2 separate regions of the Zea mays genome follow, and region 2 is linked to region 1. A link is a contact called in public Hi-C data. All regions are on one chromosome and are shown on one strand. The core of a region is the stretch at or near the end of the contact, and the rest is flanking DNA. Distances in the headings are between cores, read along the strand shown.

Region 1 (5,075 bases), core at 1,827-4,326:
ATCGAGTCAATGATAAATGCAATCGATAGTTCGACACCGAACCAATAACCGTAAAATGAAAGTCTTGAGTTTGAAGTTCGGACATTTATGAGCACTATTGAAATAATGTGTGGTGGATACGATGGCTCAAGTTATCTTGTGAGAGAACCATCCCACATATGTGTTGAATAAACAAAGTTCCGCTGTGTAATATATTTAGCAAGTGGCATGAATTAAAATATGAAGTTAATAGGATTCTGAAGATCCGTCATGAGATCCCAGGAGGACTCATACATTTGAATTATAAATATGCAACATATAAATATCATACGGGATAATACATTCCTGATAAATGACCATTCTTCTGTGTAGAGAGAATATCTCCTAGTTGAGATTATAGTTCCCATATGGAACCTTTCTATAAGAAACAAAGTTTGTGTTGAACACCAAAGTTTGATAACTCCTACAAAGGGATAAAGACTCATACAAACCCGAAAAGGAATAAGATGGGGTACCAAAGAACTTGAAGTTCATCGTATAAGCACATGTGCATTCTATGAGTTTTACTCGTGGTATATTCCATTAGATGTGGAATTACGGTATCCTCTAAAGCCTTGATGGAAATAACCCCGATGGTTTAGGTGTTATTGCAAAATATCCCATTATGCTAGAATAACAGACTATAGCAATGTATCTGATCAATGAAGAATCCCTGATGGATTACGATCTTTGATGGACTTTTATTACACCATCATATAATTTGCAATCAATGAACACTTGGAGCAGTGAGTCATATTTGGAATATGTACTATTGCAACTATATTATCCCCTAAGTTCTATGGAAAGACAAGTTTTTTTTGCTTTGCACAACCATACACACATTGTGGTGTATGATAGAATGAAAAGTGTAGCGCCCCAACCTCATCCATCCTCGTTATTCTAGATGAACAATGAGACATATATCTTGAAGAATATGTTTGAGTTACGAGGGATAATGACTTTGACAAATACCATCATCAGAGGGAGTGAATGCTTATATTGATCACAACTGTGAGACACTGAATGTCATATTGTATGCCCTGAAGGCATCAACTTGATGATCAACAAGTGAACCTTTATGAAAGTTTCTATCATATAGATCCAGTCGACCGAACACCACAAGTCAAAGTGACTTATTTAACTTGACACGTGCATGTACCTCGTGTATCCTAGTAGCGAGTTGAGGTGAAGTTTCTGAAATAATCCTTGCAAGGATATGCGACCCGCTTACTAATGATGCGTTTGGTTGCAATGACAGGACGGGACGGGATGGGACGATCCCTTAAATAAGGTTCTTTGGTTCAGAGACAAGGGTTGGGACAGGACTATCCTAATGTTTTCTTCAGTTGTCCCTCAAAATTGGAGGGACAAGAGAGGACGCCAGAGGATGTCCCTATTCTGGCTGTCCCGCAACCAAACGACCCTAAATCTCTATGTGCATATACTTCTAGAAGATGTTTTGCCATATTAATACAATTTTGCAAGGATCAAGAGAAGCACATTTCTAAATTTAGCCCTCGGAGAAGATTCAATGGAACCCATATCTAGAAGATTGAAATATATCATGATGACAGTGGTTGTACTCTTTTTTCAATATGCATCACCATGTGCTCTTTCTCTATATTTTCCACTGGGTTTTTAGGAGGTTTAATGAGGCATGTGTTGGTCGCGGTATTCGTCCAATGAGGAGTGTTAAGAAACCATAACGGAGGGTTATATGAGCAAATACCACTTATACCTCTAAGGGTCTCTTGTCTTTATATAAAGGAACATGTACCCTCATAATTTAGGACAAAGGCTCAACCAAACATCTCGTGTCTCGTGTGTTCCTCTGCCATGCTTTTGGGAAAGGAGATAAATCTTCAACATCTTCTCGTGTCTAAACTGCTGATGGGTGGAAAGAAACAGATCTAATGGTCCGTGATAACGTAGCTCTCAACAAGAGTGATATATATGCTCAGACCGTCCCGTCTCTGCAAAAACAGCTCCAAAGTTGAGCGAGAAAGGAAGCAGTCCGAACGGTAGTCAACACGTGAGCCACTGAGCTGGGCCTGAGCACTTTTGTCTTGAATGGGCTGGTATGGGCCTATCGGGTGTAGTGCACGTTTCTAATGGGCTTTGTTGTGTTTATTTGCTGTAAAGAAGATGACGCGCCACATCATTATGATTGTACAGGCAAATCATATATGTTCATTCATTGGTCTATTATTTGGTACATGTTGCTGCAATCAAAAAGATACAAATGTACATGGTTTAGCATGTGTAGTTTTTTTTTGTGTGCGAGAAGTGGGCAGTACGGCTAATGCATATTGCTGTACATATTTGCATGGATCCAACAAAACATTTTTACACCATTCTGTTAGGCCATGTTTAGAACACGAGAACTTTTTCCTTAATCCTAGAGCCCTTTTCCCTTTTTGAAATTAAACTGGTTCATTAGAGATGCTACTATATGACTAATGTATTCCGAATGAGACCATTAGATTTGCGCTCACAGAAAACACGGCAAGAAGCACACCCACACCACACACAGCACAAACACACGCGCCAGGCTCTAGCCAACCATGCGCGCTCTCGCGGATCGGTGACGTGGCAGCCCACCACCCCCTGCCGCCGGAAAATATCTGCCTCCGTGCCACTGCGCACGGGCCCCGCCCGTCAGCCATGTGATCCGCGCGGCACATGCACACACCCCTCCGCCCTGCCCAAATTTTCCAAAATCCCGCCACAGCCCCTGCGACGCCGCTTTTGCGCGGAGGACCCCGGGCGTCCCGAAACCGCGAGCACGCCCCTCCGCCACTCGTACGCGGGTGGCCGCAGCCCTAGCCGTCGTAGCCGATCACAGGATGACAACCGGGTCCCGCGATTGTCTGGCCCCGCGGGACAGTGGGCAATGTGCCCGTGGTTGCGGTGAGAAAAGGTCCCGGCCGGTACGGGAATTCAAATTGGGAGGCGGGTGCGGGCCCTCGCTGCGCGGGCAGAATCGCTGATATGCCCTTGGGCCACGCCTTCCTTCTTATCCCCTGCGCCTGCCCTCCCCTCCTGCAGCGCCCGTCGCCTCCCTTTCCCCTTCCCTCCCTCCCTCTCCCCGCGGGCCGCCAGAGGCAATTTCGCCCTCGATTCGACCCCGATTCGTCCGCCCGCGACCGGGATTCCCTCCGCCAAGCGCGGATCTGAACGCTGCGCTCCGTGTCGCCGCTCGAATCCGCCATGAAGGGGGCCAAATCCAAGGGCGCCGCCAAGGCCGATGCCAAGTAAGAAAAACGAATCTCCGGTTCTCTTCTTCCTTGTTCGTCCCGTGGATCTGTTCCGTGGCGTCCGAAGCATTCGATTTCTGTTATTATGACATCCGCCGCCGCGAGTAGATTTTGACCTTTTTTTTTCCCGTCGTCGTTGTTTTGCTGTCGCTGTCTCTGTCGTCGTCGTCGTCGACTCGATTGCTTTGGCATCTGCAGGCTGGCGGTGAAGAGCAAGGGGGCGGAGAAGCCCGCCAAGGGCAGGAAAGGGAAGGCCGGCAAGGACCCCAACAAGCCTAAGAGGGCTCCCAGCGCTTTCTTCGTGTTCATGTGAGATGCGACTTTTTTCGTCGTCTCTTTTTTTTTGCTATATACTTATTTCTGGATGCGACTGTTGATTCGATCTATTTTTGGATGCCTTTTTATACAGGGAGGAATTTCGCAAGGAGTTCAAGGAGAAGAACCCTAAGAACAAGTCTGTCGCTGCGGTAAGAACCCTGAGAGCTGCTTTATGACCGGCCCCATATTATTACTATCTACTTTGACTTTTCCCTTAATGACGACTTATTATTTAATTTACTCGTCACGATTCCCCTCTCCTGGTCGAACTTTTCAGGTGGGGAAAGCTGCTGGCGACAGGTGGAAATCCCTGAGCGAGTCGGTAAGCTCCATCTTCTGTACTAAAGTAGTAGTTGATTGGACTAGAAATCTCGTGCTGATTAATTGTTTTACGCGTGCGTTTGTGTGGATTGTAGGACAAGGCTCCCTATGTAGCCAAGGCTAACAAGCTCAAGCTCGAGTACAACAAGGCCATCGCTGCCTACAACAAGGGCGAGGTAGGGAAACTGATGCTTCAATTGCGTTGTTACTTAATGTGTATATAGACTGCTCCTGCTGGTCATTTATTCAAATACGTATGCTTACTGAACCATGTGTTGTTTGTTCAGAGCACTGCAGCTAAGAAGGCTCCTGCCAAGGAGGAAGAGGAGGAAGATGAAGAGGAGTCTGACAAGTCCAAGTCGGAGGTCAATGACGAGGATGATGAAGAGGGTAGTGAGGAGGTATACAAAATCTATTCCTGTCTTCTCCATATTTTTTCCTTAGACAAAATACCAATTAATCCAGGATACATAGCATGTTCATGCATTAAGCAAGTTGCTAAATTTATCTTCGACCACAATGTAGACCTAGTAGTATTGTATTGGATTCCATCAATGCAAAACATATGCAGATTTGCATATGCAACCCTCTTTTGCAAGTCCTCAATATGAGCATTTGTTTGGAACACGGTGCATTGGCCTTAGGAAGTCTTTAAAAATATGTCTTCCCTCTGCTTGCAGGATGAAGATGATGACGAGTGATGGAGCTCCTCGAGACAATGGACCGTGCTTCATCCAACAATGGAGCGGCTACACAAGGCCCCGTGGCGATCACAAAAAAGGAGCCTATATCCATGTACTAGAATTATTCAGTTTCACTCCACATCGTGATGTTTTATTTTTACTTTTGTCGTGCTATAACGGATAGCGCTCCTCGTTGGCGCCACTGGCGGGTGGTTCTGCCTCTGGTCTGGTGTGTTTGTGTGTGGTCACACTTGCCAGCCAGCAGAGGCGCCTGCTTGTACCTAGATTACTGTTTCCATTGTCGTCATCATCGGCTAACATTGTCATAATGTCAGTTTGGGTAATGTTAGATTAAGTAATTATTGTGTTCTGTATTCTTGTTTGTTGCCCTTCTTTTGTGTGTTTTTGTTATTGTTGGTCTGTTTCCATTGTTGTTGCTTTGGCATTGTCAGTGCCCGCCAGCCCTGAAAATTGCCGT
Region 2 (5,124 bases), core at 1,226-3,725, 330 kb before region 1:
CTTGCCTCTTCACCAGTGATTTTCCCATCACGATCCCTGTCTACCTTGATAAATACAATCATGTATTTTCTGACATCTACTTGAGTGATTTTCGGCCATGGTGCCTGAGGCTGGCTTGGGCTTGAAGGAATTTGTCCAGTGGGAATATTTGAACTCACTGGTCCTGGAGCACTTGGTGTAGCATTAAATTGTTGTTGCCTCGGAGGTGGCTGATTGTGTGGCAACTGGCTAGTATGAGGAGAAAGCGAGGATATACTCTGCACAGGACCAGCCTGCATTGGCTTAGGAGGGTGATGATGTCCAGCAGCTGAGGCAGGAGGGGTAGAGCTGAGCAGATTGTTTGGAACGTTGGGGGGAAAAGGTGAACCCTGTTCTGGTCGTGGAGTTGCAGAGAAAGGGTCAGCACCAAAAGTTGAGTTTGACGACAATCCATTACCCAATGGCACCAACGCCTTGGAGTCATTGACTGATGGTTGGGAAGACATCACGTTCAAATTTGTTGAAATTGCATTGACACCTGGTGTATGAGAATTGTAGCCTGGTACAGGAGCTGAATTCTGCACTGAGATTCCCGCACTGCTAAGGTTGGCCTGTGGAGAAATACCTCTTGTTGGAGTTTGTGAAGTTGCACCCAACGGACTTGCACTTCTCTTACCACTGAACCAATCAGTTGCTAGACTTGGTGTGGTTGAGCTAGTATGGTTTATCCCAGTGGGACCACTTCCTACGGGTGGCCTTGAGGCAACTCCCTGACCATGAGCAGGGGGCGCAGTGTTTGCATTTGGAGGTTGTGGTGGCCTGACTTGTGGATTTGACGATATACCAGGAAGCCCTTGTGTCCCTCTTACGACAGGAGTCTGCTGAACAGGACCTGGTGCTTGAGTGGCATTCGGGAGGTTAGCTACGCTACTTGCCTGAGGAGCAGCTGTAGAAACATTTATCCGAGGAGCAGGGATTTTCGCAGCAGCTGGGCCGAATAATGCTGATCTAACAATATCAGGTGTCAATTCTCGGCCGCTCTGAGCTACTGTGACAAGTTTGAGTGCATTGAAGAAGTCTTCACGCCCAAGAAAACCAGACCGGTTTTTATCAGCATACGTCCAAATCTGAACCGGAGAAGAGAAAAATACAAAGCTATGAGTGGAAGTAAACAGAAATGAAGTGTGCGCAGTTCAATAGTGTTTGAGTTACTAATAATAATAACAGCATCCCAATAGATTGCATTTTGCAAATAAATAAATAAATAAATAAACCACGATTGATTGCAGAGTAGATTCGGATAGCAGAAGTGAAATGTGCAGGTCTGCTGGGGTCCAAATAGGGATGGATCCAGATACTTATTCAGATATTAATTTTTTGGTCTTCTTTCTTCGATTGCGAACGAATGTAAATTTATATTCTTGTTTTCAGCAATGAGCTAATTAAGATTCATAAAAAGTAAACCCCAAAATTGTTCTATATATTTTTAAATAATTGATATAAAATTTGGATACAGATATGAATTCGGATTCGAATGTTTTTTCACCTTTTACATCGTAGTGAGAAAATAATGCAAAAAAATATATACAAAATTTTATTCTTGTCTTCTATAATATTCTTAACAACATGACTAAAATTTAGCACTAAATTATATTTATATATATATATATATATATGTTAAGATATAAAAATTGTCATATAATTCGGATGTTTAGGATCCATCCCTGGGTCCAACGAACGGGCTAAACGTAATCTTGTACTCCGCTCAGATTGGATCCTAAATGCAAATTAGGCTCATGGCGCTCAAATGGAAAGCCCCAATCTGTGGCCTAAACCTTGGTTCCCGACACTTGGTACTAAGCAAGCAAGCACAACCGTTGAAACCCCACTCGGTGTTCCAAGCTTGGATGAGCGAACCTTGGTATTACAGAAACATGACAAGCAAAGTGCGAGCTAGAGTGCCTAATTACACAGCTGGATCAAGGCAGGAGTAGCAGGACACATTTAAGCATGAGCACTGAAAAGTAACTTAAGGTTGATTCCTTGGGAAGTAGTGGGATACAGCGACATCCATCCATAAACCAAAATGAGCAACGCGGGATCCAGAATCTCGGCTCCCGTAGCCCAAGGGAGCTCGAAATTCCGACCGAGCAACTAGGCCGCACCGACCAGGCACCCTGCGATTCGAACCGCACGGGGGGTGGCTGGACTGCACAGATCGCCGTGGTAGGAGCGGCGCGGCGCTGGGGAGGAGAGAGAGGAGATCTGAGGACCACCTGCGCGAGGACGGGCTGGGGCAGGCCGGAGCCCTTGAAGAAGGCGACGGCCTCCTGGCCGCTGATCCGGCCGTCGCGGTCCAGATCTGCGGCGCGGAAGTAGGCGTCGAAGGCCGCCTCCATCGCCCCCCGGGCGTGGGCGATTGGGCGGTGGGTGTCGCCGGCGGCGAGGGCCACCGGCCCGGCGAGATCGGGGGCGCGGCCGCGGGGGAGTGTGCGCGGGTCGGCGTGCGGTGCGGGTGCCTCCGACTCCGATGGTTGTCTTGTGCCCGTCCCGTCCGGAGATGTGTTGGCCTTGGTTTTCTACCTCAGGGACCTTTCTGTAAAACTGCCCGTACAAGTGCTTAGTGCTAACCATCTTCTACTCTCTTGACGGTGGCGAACTGACGACCAGCCTTCTTGAGGGAGTTAGTGATTTTAACAACCAAACTCAAGTGTAAAATGTTCATCTTGGAGGTGGTTGTGGGATAATGTATGTATGTACCATAGCTGACAGCTGTACAATGGACTGTGCTAGTACTAGTAGTGGGGATGAGAGAGCTTCACCTAATCTCTCACACACACAACACAAAGCTAGTGGGTGTTTATGATTGCTCTAAGTTCCAGCATGTTGTAGTTTATAATCTAAATTTAAATGTTTTTAAAAAATATGAAGGAATGACTTATTTAGATGTCTTTTAAGGGTTTGCAACTCCCAACTCCATGATTTTCTAGAACATCTAATAATTTGCTTCACTAACTCCACCAAAATTTCCGGAGCGGGGGACATCTCAAACAGTGCGTCGGTAACTAACAGTTAAAAGCTACTATATACTCCCTCTGTTTTCACATGATTTAGTCGTTTTAGATTGGTTCTAAGTCAAGCTATTTTAAATTTAACCAACAATATATAAGATTAAATTATTTTATGCTAGAAGAATAAGATATTATGGCAGTTCAAGTCATGATAAGTCTAACAACTTTACTTTTATGTTGTAAAAAATTTTTCGATATAACCGGTCGAAGTTAATAATGATTGACTTAAGATAAATTCAAAACAACTAAATTATACAGACGGATGGAGTAGTAGAGTTAACCTGAAATTCACAAAGATTATATAACGACGATGAGGTGATAGAACACCATCCATGTGGTTTTTGGGACCCACTGGCGTTGTCAATTTAACTCGCATGTGAGCAACCCGCGGACAGACTACCACAGTGTCTCTGCAAATCAAAAAGGGAAAAGGAAAAGAAGCACATGTCGCGGTGGGTGTACGTACGGTACTCGATCCGAGGCGTTTGTTTTTGTCCACATGAACACGTTTTTTTCTTTTCTTTTCTTTTGTCCTAGATTAATATGACGCTTCATACACCTCGCATTTCAACCTACATGAGGGCAGCTTCAGTTTCAGTTCATTAGTGGATTTTGTCAGCTTGGCTTAAACATATCGAGTAAGGTGTTTTATTTTGCTTATGCGGAAGCGATTCGTTTATTTGATGGCAATTCCAGATTATACGTACAAAAATTATTATCTTTTCGTTAACATATATATTATTGCGTGCAACACTGGTCGTTGGTCGTATATTATTGCGCCAGCATCCCACATCTTATCCATGCTCCACTTCAATTTAGCGTAATACTTGGTCAAACATAAGATAATTTGTCTTGTTTTTTTTGTCAAACATGAGATAATCTGTAATTTCCTGGAGAAAACTAGAACGTCATTTTGTTCAGACAGAGGGAGTAGCAATCATGTAGGAGTATGCATCATCTGTGCTAGATCCACCAGCAGCAGCAGCAGAAGAGAGAAAAAATCTAGGTGCACCTGTGGCCACCAGGTCCACCACCATCACTCATGCTTGCCATACCAGCAACAGTACCCATGCTGCTCCCAACTTTCCTATCACCACCAGGTTATCACAAGTCAACTGAATTCTGGTACTAGCTAAGCTAGGCATGGTGTCTTCTCCAGCCACACCATGGTGCTGGCATCAAACACAGACAAACACTCAACTGAATTCTGGTAATCTGGTTACACATGGTGCAGGTGCCACAACATGCAGGGCGCCCTCAAGACAGTAGTCATCACTCATCACCATCACAAAATATACTCACATGTGAAAACAAATAGGATCTAACATCTTGCAATTCCAATGGCCCTTCCATGTTCAGCCACCCATGAATATTGTGATCGGTATAAAAAACGATCTGGAAAAGTAACATCATCCAAAGAACCTGAATGCTAGTCCATCATATTTTGGGCATAAAATCTAGTGAACCAAATCAGAAGCATGCATGCTAACATCATATGCTGGAGTTGGGAATCTACTCAGAAGCAGCGAAAACAGAGGCTCACACATCAGTCATGTTCGGTCTTATTAATAACATTAATTATACAACAATTTCTTTCTAGCTCGTACATGAAAAGAGCAATTACCTCGACTAGTAGTTACAGGCAAATAGGACTTCTTACCTGTTGTCATAATCCCCTGATAATTTAACAGATATCTGCACTAACCATGATAGTGTAAAGGACACCAAGAAACACAGGCAAAAAAAATAGTATCTGAGAGCAATGGTGCCATTTATTAAAACGATGTATGCATAGCAGGTACATCTACATGATTATGCCACACTCCCTACCACTAGTGACATCAAATGGAAGCAGGGGCAGAAACAGTACAGTAGAAATACCCAATAATCTATATACCATAAAACAAGCACATTCGTATGAAAAATCAAAGCAAACGTGAGATCTACCAAGAGAGATTTACCTCCGCTTTCCCTCCTCGTCCGAGTAGCAACTTGAACATACAAAAACCTCACAACAAGCGTAGCTAAGACATGCATCCGCCGAACTATACGCTATGGTGCCTCGCTAATCAGC

The links. A called contact is a pair of places that touch in the nucleus more often than the background predicts.
Region 2: a contact with region 1 is called in a Hi-C map of bundle sheath, with 3 times the contacts expected there. The contact joins the promoter of LOC100193029 here to the promoter of MNB1B in region 1. A contact is called at or near these places in 6 of 25 Hi-C or Micro-C datasets (bundle sheath, ear, endosperm and 2 more).

The regions. Positions count from the first base shown.
Region 1 is chr5:65,694,897-65,699,971 of Zm-B73-REFERENCE-NAM-5.0, reverse strand. MNB1B (DNA-binding protein MNB1B) reads left to right here and starts at 3,076. Exons shown (of 7, transcript NM_001174179.1): 1 at 3,076-3,272; 2 at 3,474-3,584; 3 at 3,685-3,742; 4 at 3,871-3,915; 5 at 4,010-4,090; 6 at 4,202-4,315; 7 at 4,595-5,075. The coding sequence starts at 3,229. The coding sequence ends at 4,615.
Region 2 is chr5:66,026,569-66,031,692 of Zm-B73-REFERENCE-NAM-5.0, reverse strand. LOC100193029 reads right to left here and starts at 2,475. Exons shown (of 13, transcript NM_001347132.1): 1 at 2,256-2,475; 2 at 1-1,106. The coding sequence starts at 2,378. It overlaps LOC103626480, which reads right to left. Exons shown (of 2, transcript XM_008646889.4): 2 at 4,798-5,124. The coding sequence ends at 5,116.